Linked DNA regions of Mus musculus: region 1 is linked to region 2. The links are chromatin contacts, called in public HiChIP or PLAC-seq maps. All regions are on one chromosome and are shown on one strand. Each heading gives the region's core, a stretch centred on a gene start, on an enhancer-like site or on the middle of the called end of the contact. The rest is flanking DNA. Distances are from core to core; before and after follow the strand shown.

Evidence for each region. HiChIP or PLAC-seq counts read pairs in DNA pulled down with a chosen protein or histone mark.
Region 1: a CTCF HiChIP or PLAC-seq map of CD8 T cells shows a contact between it and region 2, with 7 read pairs. The contact joins the enhancer-like site here to the promoter of Ly96 in region 2. A contact is called at or near these places in 1 of 15 datasets of contacts at CTCF or cohesin (CD8 T cells), 2 of 484 Hi-C or Micro-C datasets (LSK cells and nephron progenitors), 3 of 115 datasets of contacts at active chromatin or transcription factors (the HPC-7 cell line, bone marrow-derived dendritic cells and effector CD8 T cells) and 3 of 9 other capture datasets (adipose tissue, liver and pancreatic islet).

What each region holds. Positions count from the first base shown.
Region 1 is chr1:16,745,610-16,751,506 of GRCm38.p6, forward strand. No RefSeq gene overlaps it. Among named protein-coding and RNA genes, the nearest start is that of Ly96, 60 kb to the left of the region's middle. Within about 2 kb of position 1,827, at least 38 of the 459 cell types and tissues checked have an H3K27ac peak or open chromatin away from gene starts, as enhancers often do. A contact at or near this core is called in CD8 T cells and effector CD8 T cells, where this site is marked.
Region 2 is chr1:16,684,580-16,690,539 of GRCm38.p6, forward strand. It overlaps Ly96 (lymphocyte antigen 96), which reads left to right and starts at 3,877. Exons shown (of 5, transcript NM_016923.2): 1 at 3,877-4,040. The coding sequence starts at 3,929.

The sequences.
Region 1 (5,897 bases), core at 577-3,076, 59 kb after region 2:
TATTGTTTGGAGACAGTGTCTTATGCACCCCATAATAGCCTTAAACTCTCCATGTACCTTGAACTTCTGATCTTTCTGCCACAGCTTCCTAAGTGCTAGGATTACAGGCATGTGGTACTAAGGATCAAACCCAGGGTATCACGTATTCCCAACAAGCACTCTATGGACAGAGCAACATCCCTGTCCCCAAAACTTCCTTCCTAGTAGTTAGATCTACTGTGGAAACAGAAACAAATAGTGACTTTTATAAAATTTCTTTCTGGATTCCAATAGTACAAAATTAAGCAGCCCAGGGCCTGTCTGAAGGCTGCATTATTAAGGAACCATTTGCTTTTGGGCACAATCATCCCTGTGGACCTCACCAGGGCATTCTGAGAGGACTCCATATTACTTCTACTTTCTAGTGGCTGAGAGGGATGGAGGACACACCCACTTCTTATAAGAGCATGGCCTAAGTGTGTTTGCCCTAAATACTTTTACTCACTTCTTACTTATCAAAAGTTGGTTGTGTGACTGACTATATTTAGCTGGAGAGGAGGCGGAAAATGTCCTTACTGGGGCACAGAATATAAACTAGGAGCTCTGAATGGATAATGGGGACACCTAGTGGTCCCTTACAGAATGGCCAATTTAGATTAATTAGTGTGATTAATATTTAAATGGTTCATTAGACTGCAATCAATACAAGAGTATGGGCCTTTTTGTTTTTGATCATCACTGCGTTCTTTTCCTTTATCCCAGTGCCTGGTACTTTTTAATAAATATTTGATGAAAATGCACCTGTATTGGTTTGGTTTTGTTGTGCTAGGAAGCATTCGTGAACTCCAAAAGACCACCAAGGAGTTGACGCCTATGTAATCATACTTAAGTTTGGGCTTACTTACTGTCCCAGAACTCTCATCAGGAAAAGGTTTAATTGGAAAATAAGAGCAAACAAGGGGCTTTCCAGCCTGGCAAGCACTAATTGAATGTCTATCGACAGGTGGGTGCTCTGAAGCAAGACCATATACAATTAAGAATAGTCTGAAAGTACATTTGAAACAATCAGACAAATCTTTGATTAACTGTTGCTAGGAAGTAGCTAGAGAGCTAGCCAAGGACAAGCCATGGGGTCCTTCCTGGTGTGTGTGTATTAATTTTATTTTATTTTTCATTTAAGATGGAGGCCGATTCCAAGATGGAGTAGGGTTGGCCTCTCAGTTTCTTACTACTTTTTGCATTTCTCTGTCTTAGAGTTGAAGCTACAGCCATATCAAATCTCTGTTGGTTACAATGAAATAAGTTGCCTCCTTGAATTGAATGTGTAGCTAAGGGTAGAATACATGCTTTGTACAGAGTGAAGCACTGGGTTCAGTGTCCAGTATCTGCACTCGTCTGTGTGACCACACACACACACACACACACACACACACACACACACCATTTTGCTGTTGTTTAAATTTCGTAGATGACTTTTCAAGTTATAATACATTTTTTATTCTTGAGACAGGGTCTCATGTATCTTAGGATGACTTAAAATTCTCTATGGTAACCAGTGCTAGTGCTGAACTCATAATCTTCCTGCCTCAATCTCCTGAGTGCTGTGATTACAGGCATGTACCACCACACCCAGTTCTCTAATCCTCTTAAAAATATCTACAACCTATAAGATGTTAGCAGTAATAGAGAAAAGGAGAGGGGAGCTGTTCTAAATATAGACACAAATGTGGTTAATGTGTGAAAAAATATAGGCACAAATGTGTGAAATCTGTATGAGGTTCAATTATGAGTCTGAAAGCCAGGAAGTGAAGCAATAATTTTAGGCGAGGGAAGTGAAAAGTTTCTGTTTTCTTCATGTTCATGAATGGGCCTGATGGAACCAGATTGCTAAGGAGAGCAGCTTTTAGGCAAGGAGGACACACCACATCCGTCTTCTGTGTGCAGAGAAGTGTGTGTGTGTGTGTGTGTGTGTGTGTGTGTGTGTGTGCAAATAGGAAGTTAAGTCTGGAACTGGTGGCAAGAACTGAAGCAAAGGTAATGGAGGAGTACTGCTTTCTGGCTTGTTCTTCCTGGCATGCTCAGTGCTTTCTTATGTAATCTGGGACCACTGGCCCAGGGTGGCACAGCCTACAGGAGACTGGATACTCCACATATTAACCATTAATACAGGAAATGCCAAATAGACATGCCTACAGGCCAATCTAATGGAGTTATTTTCTCAATTAAGGTTCCCTCTTCCCTCATGAACTTGAATCAAGTTGAAAAACAAACTAGCCAGTACAATGCCATTCTACTTGTTTGTTTGTTTGGTTTGGTTTGGTTTTTTGAGACTGGGTTTCTCTGTGTAGCCTTGGGTGTCTGGAAGCTAGCTTTGTAGACCAAGCTGGCCTTGAACTCAAGAACCTGCTTCTGCCTCCCGAATGATGGGGTTAAAGGTGTGCACCCACAACCAGTGGCATACAGCTGTCAGTTCTGCATTTGTCTGCATGATCTCTTAGAAGTGCATTTGTTCGCAGGCTCCTCAATGCACACAAACTTTTTATTTTATTTTGTGTGTGTGTGTTAACTTTGTATTGATTCCTTGTGACTTTTACATCATACACCTCAATCCCTCTCATTTTCCCATCTCTTTGTATTTACCCTCTGCCCTTGCAGCCTCCCTCCAAAGGAACCCCCTCCACCCAAAAAAAACCCAAACCCAAACCAAAAAACTTGGCAATGGCCAAAGATCTTGTTGGTGGTGCTGTTCATATATCAGTGAGGAGCAGATGACAGTCCTTTGCTCATCCTAGTTTGATGCCTGGGTTGGTGGCTGTGATGGTTTATATGTTCTTGGGCAAGAGTGGCCCATTTGGAGGTGTGGCCTTGTTCGAATAGGTGTGACCTGGTTGGAGTAGGTGTGTCACTGTGGGTGTGGGCTGAAGATCCTCACCCTAGTTGCCTGGAAGTCAGTCTTCCACTAGCAGCCTTTGGATGAAGACATAGAACTCTCAGGTCTGCCTGTGCCATGCCTGCCTGGATACTGCCATGCTCCCACCTTGATGATAATGGACTGAACCTCTGAACCTGTAAGCCAGCCCCAAGTAAATGTTGTTTTTTATAAGACTTGCCTTGGTCATGGTGTCTGTTCACAGCAGTAAAACCCTAACTAAGACAGTGGCCAAAGCTGTCTTCTGCCTAGGTCTCATAAAAATCAAATCAAATCCAGGAAGCACAGTGTAGGATGAGGAAGACTGACTAGACAGAGACCTGCAAACTGCCATGCCACCCACAGACACCTACTTGCTTCCACACCACTAAGGGCTGACAGATGATGCCACCTAGGGGCCTGCCAGCTATGTGGCTACCCTGCAGCAGGAGCCACCACAATGTGCGAGTACCTGGTAGTTAGATAAGAGCAACTTGAGCATTGTGAAGAAAGATGGAAACTGCAGACTCCAGGGTGGAAAGAAGTAGCCTGTTGTGAGTGGACAGCCTTGCCACCTGGCCATGGTAAAATCTTAGCTGGAGCTGCCACTGAGAGCCATGTCTGAATCTGTGTTCACACAGTGGCAGGGGTTAGGGTCGATGGAGTCGTCCCTGGTCTGGGAAGCCACTGGAAACCAAGTGGATGCCCAGGGACTGTGTAGAACTGGCCCCACCCCTCACCGGCAGCAACATTCTGGAGAGCACAGTGGAGCTAGCCCTGGTGGCAGGGGTGTGGGTGACTCAGTACCAGGAACATGAGTGTGGGAGAGCTGGCCCTGCCACCCATCTGTTACGAGGTGGTCTGGGTTGTGGGAGGTGATGCCCTTCCTTATAACCTGCAGCAGTCAGGAGAGTTTACCCTGGGGTCATGAGCACAGACGAGCTGGTCCTGCCCCTGGCTGGCTGCAGAACTGTGAAGAGCAGGACATGCACTTCACCTGGGAAGCACAGTAGTTCTAGACCTGGTCAAGGTGGAGCAGCTGAGCAAGAGTATGAAAACTGGCCGGGTCACTCATTGGTCATGAAGTGGTGTGGGTGAGGGGATGATGCCCTCTCCCCCCTGCCCGTCATTACCTGTGGCTATTGGGAGAGCTGGCTTTGGGTCATGAGCGCAGGTGAGCTGGTCCTGCACCTTGTCTGGGAAGCAGGCCTTGGTGGAGAGGGCACAGGTGAGCTGGCACCCGAGGGTTAGAGCATGGGAGAGCTGGCCTTGCCACTCATCTGACATGAGGGTGTGAGGCGATGCCCCCCTCCATTGCTCTTTGCTACCTGCTATAGTCAGGAGAGCTAGGTGTGAGAGTGGGTAACTATTTCTGCCTCCTCACTGGCTGTAGCACTCAAGAAAGCAGCCTGGGTAACACAGTGGAGCTGTCCCTGATGTCAAAAGCACTGGTGAACCAGCCCTGAGGGTGTAAGAACAGGAAAGCTGCCTAGTACCTCACAGGATGCAGCACTTGGAAGAGTAGGCCCCTTACCTTGACTGGGCAGCACAGTAGAGCTGGCTCTAGAGGCATGAGTGTGGGTGATCCAGTGCTGAAGTCATGAGAGCCAGAGGGCTGACCCTGCCTCCTGCCAATGGTAGTATCGGGTGGCCTAGCAAGAGCAGTGCTGGAGAGCTTACTCTGGTGGTGCAGATAAGGGAAAGTTGTCACACTGACCAGCTCTGTTACCACCCAGGCCCAGATCCAAAATCTATATCGTCTGTGAAGAGTTGGGATGTGTGAAAGGGCCAGTCAGGCTGATCCAAAGCTGGAGGATCTCCATGACATGACAACAACAGGATAACTGGGAGGAGTCCCAATGATGATCCAATTCTGATGGTGTCACACAAGCCAGAGATCTACAACCAGACCTATGACTCACTGAAATGAACATTTGCAAGTGAAGATGTGTGGACAGAGGGATATGCTGTAGGACACACTGTGACATACTACAGCTACCATGATGAGATTTTTTTTATGCTTTCTTGTTGCTTACTTGTTTGTTTGTTTTTTATTTTGCAGGGGAGGTTGCAGGGGCAGAGGACAGATATGAAGAGAAAGAGTGAGCTGAGAGAGGGACTGCGGTGCATGATGTGTAACTCACAAAGACCAAAAAGTTAAAAAAAAAATCTCGGTATGGAAGCTGCAGTGTGTCCCGCACTATATAACTCCTCTTCTTCCTCCTCCTTCTCTTCTTCTTCTCCTCCTTCTTCTCCTCCTTCTCCTTCTTCTCCTCCTTCTCCTCCTTCTCCTCCTTCTCCTCCTTCTCCTCCTTCTCCTTCTTCCTCTTCTTCCTCTTCTTCCTCTTCTTCCTTCTCCTCCTCCTCCTCTTCCTCCTCCTTCTCCTCTTCCTCTTCCTCTTCCTCTTCCTCTTCCTCTTCCTCTTCCCCTTCCCCTTCCCCTTCCTCCTCTTCCTCTTCCTCTTCCTCTTCCTCTTCCTCTTCCTCTTCCTCTTCCTCTTCCTCTTCCTCTTCTTCTTCTTCTTCTTCTTCTTCTTCTTCTTCTTCTTCTTCTCCTTCTCCTTCTCCTTCTCCTTCTCCTTCTCCTTCTCCTTCTCCTTCTCCTTCTCCTTCTCCTTCTCCTTCTCCTTCTCCTTCTCCTTCTCCTTCTCCTCTTCCACACCTTTTAAACCCAGCATTCAGGAAACAGCCACACAGATTTGAGTTTAAGGTCAATCTATAGAGCAAGTTCCAGGACAGTCAAGTTTAGGTAGTGAAGGAGTTAGAAAACAGAAAGCTGGTAATAGAACAAGTGGGGTATGCTCCAGCTCCAGAGCAGAACTCAGCAGCTTCAGCCATGCTGAAAGGAGGAAGCCAGATGAGTTGCCAGCATCCATTTTTCTCTGCTTGCTGACTTTGGATGTAATCTGATGAACTGCTAGCTCCTACCACCTTGCATTCATTTGCCATGATGGACTGCATCTTCTCAAACTGTGAGCCAAAATAACCCCTTCTTTTTGTCAAGTAATCA
Region 2 (5,960 bases), core at 2,627-5,126:
ATAATTACATTTTTACCCTTTCTCTCTTCTCCGGCCAATCCTTGCCATGTGCTCTTCCTGTTCTCTTTCAAGTTCATAGCCACTTTTTTCATTGATTGCTATCACATGCATATATGTACATGCATATATATGTATATTCCTAAGTATAACTTATTTCTGGTTGTGTGTGTCTCCAGGTCTGGCCATTTGGTATTAGATAACCAGCTGGCATATTTGCCCCTGTTCCTCCTCCTTCCAGCATTCCTTAGTTGCCTGTAGTTCTTTGTCTAGGGTTGAGGCCTCGTCTATTACTGTCATTGTTCACTTCATGTTTAGGCAGTCATGCTGGTAAGACTTTATGAGTGTAGCTTTCTCCATTACTAGGATACAAAGTCTCACAGCAAACACTCTGAGTCTCTGGCTCTTAGTCTTTCCACCTTCTTTTCTGAAGTTTTTCTTGATCCTTAGGTCAGGGAGTGTTTTGTTCATGTGTCCATGGACTGAGCCCCCACAAGTCTGCATTTTAATTGGTTGTGGTTTTCTATAGTGGTCTCCATGTGTTACAAAGAGAAATTTCCTTAATGGAGGGAGGGAGAATACGGCACTTATCTACGGATATAATGGCAAATACTTAAAATGTAGTCAGGGATTTTGCTGCTTTATTAAAATGGTGGTTATAGTTTCTCCTCCAAGACCTCTCCTAACTTGTTAGGACTCTGGTGAGCATGGCAAGCATGGCTCCCTCTGCCTTGCTAAAACATCATCATCATCACATCACATCATCATTACATCATCATCACATTATCATCACATCACACCATCATCACATCATCAACAACAACAACAGATTACATTCCTTAAGCTAGCCACCAAGGTCTATTCCCTTATTTGGCCACTTCCTCCTCTTGAGGCTGACTACCAAGGTCCAGCTATCAAAGCATTGAAGTTTAGCAATCAAAAGCCCCCTTTGGCTCACATAATTTATAACATGCCCAATTAACATTAAACATCTCATCCTAACACAGTTTTCCCCTTAAACCTTTATGAACTGCCATTTTTTTTTTTTAATGTGCCACATCTGACTCCTCTATCCAGAGGCAGTCATTTGTCCTCTGAGACAAATACCCTCCTTTCACTCCCTCGTTCCCTTCCCCTTCTCCCTCATCCTCCATCGTCTGTGGTCTTTGTCTCTTATTTCCTGCCCTCTGTTTATCTGGGGCCAATAAATCTCTTTTGTGTTGAGAACTTGGTCTGAGCTGATACCTTTTCCTTTCTTCTTCTTCTTCTTCTTCTTCTTCTTCTTCTTCTTCTTCTTCTTCTTCTTCTTCTTCTTCTTCTTCTTCTTCTTCTTCTTCTTCTTCTTTTTTTTGGTTTTTCGAGACAGGGTTTCTCTATAGCCCTGGCTGTCCTGGAACTCACTTTGTAGACCAGGCTGTCCTCGAACTCAGAAATCCACCTGCCTCTGCCTCTGCCTCCCGAGTGCTGGGATTAAAGGCATGTGCCACCACGCCTGGCTACCTTTTCCTTTCGATAATGTATTTGTGTTTTTATTATCCATTCATCCTGCCTCCGAAGTACTGAGATTAAAGTCATGTGCTACACCCGGCTGCTTCTCTCATTTTACAGTTTTTTTTTTTTTGGTCTTTTTGAGACAGGGTTTCTCTCTGTATAGCCCTGGCTGTCCTGGAACTCAGAAATCCACCTGCCTCTGCCTCCCGAGTGCTGGGATTAAAGGCGTGCGCCACCACGCCTGGCCATTTTACAGTTTCAAGAGATGGAATTCAGATCCTCCCGGCTAGGCAGCTGGGGCTTCTGCCTACCTTCTAGTTCATGTCATGTCAGTCCAAGGTCTTCATCTTCTTCAAAGCATACGGAAAGTGGTATGTTGTGTCAAACTCAAGCACTCAAGAGGCAGAATTGGGTGGATCTCTGTGAGTTCAAAGCCAACCTCATCTATATGGTGAGTTCTGGGCCAGCCAGAGCTATTCAGTGAGACCTTGCCTCAGAAAACAAACTAGAACAGAAAAGGGCCTGGCCTTGTGAGATGGCTGACTGAGTAAACAATGCTTGTTGCCAAGCCTGATGACTTGAATACAATACCTGCAGCTCATGTGGTAGAAAGGAACCAGCTCTTACAAGTTGTTCTCTGACTTCCACACATGCGCCCCTCATCCTCAAGTATTAAAAGAACCAGTTAAAATAGAAAAATGCAGTTGTGTTTAAATCCTTTTACTGACACAACATTTTTTTTCTTCTGTCTTTAGTTAGGCAGGTAAGCCCAGGGAATTTTAGTAACTTGGGGCTCTGTTTGGATCAGGTTATATATACTCTCCCACCCCCGGCTTTTCTAATAACAGCTGGCAGCCTAGTCCTTTTACCTGTCTATACTGTGCATAATACCCCTACCCAAATAATGCACCTAGCAATCTGGAACATCCACCTGGGTGGGGCTATCATATCTCTTCTCTGAACAATGGGATAGGTATGTCTCCCCTGACAACCATCAGACTTAGACACTTTCTATTCTCATGTGTTCCAACATTTACAGTACGAAGAGTGGACAATCCCAACTGGCCTGATCTGGATTTGGGTATGTGCTCAATATGGTAAACCATCCTATAAGGAAGAATCTATTTACCATATTATGCTAATGCATATTTGGGTGTGTATATAATTATACATTATATAATTATTATTTGGGTCCATTATGGAAATGGGCATATATAGTAGGAAAAATATTAAATGACATAATCTATTGATCAAAATAAAGAACCATCAAAACTATGCCCCTTGATTCAAGTGCCTCCTTCCTTTAGGCTTGATGAAAAGAGGCCCCTCACAGTCACCCAGTGGCCGGGAGTATCCTCAGGTGACCCATTGCTCTCACAGTATGCTCTGATCTTTCTATTGTTTTGCTTTAAATACAATTGCCTTGCTACCTTAACAGTTCTTAGTGAGCAGTTGAGTGTCACCACTAGAACCGGATTGTAGGCCACAGCTGTAAGCCTTCTTGGCTGCTAACCCTAAAGTAAGAGTCTGTAAAAGCCGTGCAGCTGAAGGAAGCACACTTTTCTAAAGTAGTCTTTGAATGAAATACACGCCAGAACAAAACAGCTTTTTCTTTCTTTTTTTTTTTTTTTTTTTAATTACTGGAACTCACACTTTTACCTCAAGATGCTACTCTGTGGAAGAGCTCTAGAGTCCAGCACCAACCCCACCCCCAACTCAACACTATTGCCTCAAGTTCAACCTTCCTTTTGAGTGCATTCTCAAAACTGGTGAGGTCCCAGCTGGGAATTGCTACTGACCCCGTGTAGGGGTCATCTTGCCTGTCTGTTTTGTGGCTGAACCTGTTTGTACTTGAGTAGAAATTGAGAGGGGGTAGGGGAGAGAAATCAGCTTAGATAGCTAGATGCAGCTTTCTAGGTCAGGAGAAACCGTTGTATGAGGAGGAGTGTGTGGGAGGGAGTGGCCAGCACACAGAAAAGTAGTATACCGGTGGACTTTCTTTCTTGAGACAGGATCTCACCTTATAGCTCTGGCTGTCCTGGAACTCACTATCTGGAGAAGGCTAACCTGGAACTCACAGAGATCCGCCTGTCAAGTACTGGGTGTGTGTACTACGGCTAGTGGACTTCCTTTTAAGTAAGGGTTTCCTGTAAGGCAGCTAATTGTCTCCCTGAAAATGTGCTGTTTTAAAGTGCTGGATACTTTAGTTTACACTGAGTATTAAGAAACAGTATATTCTAAGTCATTTTTTTCTTCTCTTGCCTTACAGGAAGTGCTCAGATATGAAAACAAATGCACAGTCACACATGCAAATAAAAAGAGGAAGCAGTTGGATGGGAGCTTCCAAATCACATGACTGCTGACTAAGTTAAATCTGTCCTCCTTACTGTCGAGTCCGATGGTCTTCCTGGCGAGTTTAAAGTATCGGAGATATTAAATCATGTTGCCATTTATTCTCTTTTCGACGCTGCTTTCTCCCATATTGACTGAATCTGAGAAGCAACAGTGGTTCTGCAACTCCTCCGATGCAATTATTTCCTACAGTTATTGTGGTAAGTGGCCCGGCAACAAAGAGCTGCGGCGCCAACTATTTCGAGAGAAAGTTTCCACTGAACCTGAAGCTGGAGGGCTGGCAGGAACGCTGCTCCAGCAGTGAGCCCGCTGCGGTGTGGGGTGGGGGTGGAGCAATGCCGACCACTTCCGGGTGCGGATCATCCTTTCCCTCTCCCAACCCCCCCCCCCCCCCCCGCGTTTCCCCAGGACCTCTGAATTGCTTTTTACCTCTGTTGCTGTCTTGTGGTTAAGCTCTCTCCACTCGGAGCTCGGTTTCAGGTTCTTCTTAGTTCTAGTTTGCTTCTGAGTACCAGCCCCGACACAAACTGGTTCCTCTTGAGGAGGCTAACCCACAGTGCTTCCTGGTGGGGTTGTAGCTCCAGCCTGTGGTCCTAGAGTGCTCTTGGAAGCATCCTTCTTCCTCCCCAACTGTGTGACCTTGAGCAAAATACTTAGACATTCTCAGCCTCACTTTTTTTTTAATTTGCAAAATGAAAGTTATTTTAGAATTCACTGTATGAGTCACTTGACAAATAATGATTTTATTTGATTTCGAATAGTGATTTTTAGATTTATGCAGTAATTATTACTCTATTGAAATCTGTTTTGAGACAGGGTCTTTCTATATAGCTGTAACTACCTGGAATTCACTATATAGGACAGGCTGGGTTGGAAATCATAGAGATCTGCCTGCCTCTACCTCCTGGAATTAAAGGCATACGTTGCCACGCCCAGCTTATTTTATTATTTTTTTCAAAGTATCACTATATAACATTGGCTGGCCGGGAACTCATAGAGATTGATACATATGCCTCTGCCTTTTGAGTTATTTGCTTATTTTTTTGAGACAGTGCCTTATTCTGTAGTACAGGCTGCCTAGAACTGACTATATAGCTTATGCTAGCCTCAAACTCATGCTCCCCGTTGCCTCGACCTCTCCAGTGCTAGAGTTGCAGATATTTTTCAGCTGAGCTAAACTCTGGTGCCATTGGATCATAGTTAACGCTATGGCCACATTACAACTTGTCATTAACAAATGCCTGGGACCAGAAAACCTAGTACAGGGCTTGAGAGCTGTTTCAATCTGTTTCCTCTTTCTGCTGCTCGCTCCGTTAGTTGTCCATTTTCTGCCCCTTCTAGGAATGTCTTCGTGGCTGGAAGGTGGTGCCTTCCAAAATGACAGTTCTAGGAAAAGCAAGATCATAGCCTAGTTGTCTGAAAGTGGAGCAGGGAATTTATAAATGTACTTTGAGAACTCCTGCATTGCAAATTGGTTATTTTGGGGGACTGGCTTGTCCCCAAACACTCTGACTGGGACTAATAACTAATCATCTCTGGGGCATTAGGAAGGTCCTCAGTCTGCTAACCTCTGTTTTCCTCTTCTTTTGGGCCCCCTGCTTTGTCAATTTATTTATTTACTTACTTATTATATATATGTGTGTGTGTGTGTGTGTGTGTGTGTGTGTGTGTGTGTGTGTGTGTTTTCCTGGATGTATATATGTGTATATGCTGATGCCCTCAGAAGCCAGAAGAAGGCATCAGATTTTCTGGGACTGCAATTATAGTCTCTTTTGAGCTGCCTGATGTGGCTGGTAAGAGTTGAATCTGGGTCCTCTGCCAGTGCTCTTAACCATGGAGCCCCCTACTACATGGTGACTCTTCATATGCTTAATTAGTAAAATATAATAAATATTATTCTGCTTTACTCCTTTTAAAAAAGAATTATTTATTTTATGTATATAAGGACGCTATAGTAGCCATGGCTGCTGGGAACTGAACTCTGGACTTCTAGAAAAGCAGTCAGTGCTTTTAACTGCTGAGCCATCTCTCCAACCCCTCAGCTTTATTCTTTTAGTAACAATTTAACTGTCTTTGTTAAGGACTAGGTAAAATGTTCAGGCCTAGGTAACTGTTACCTG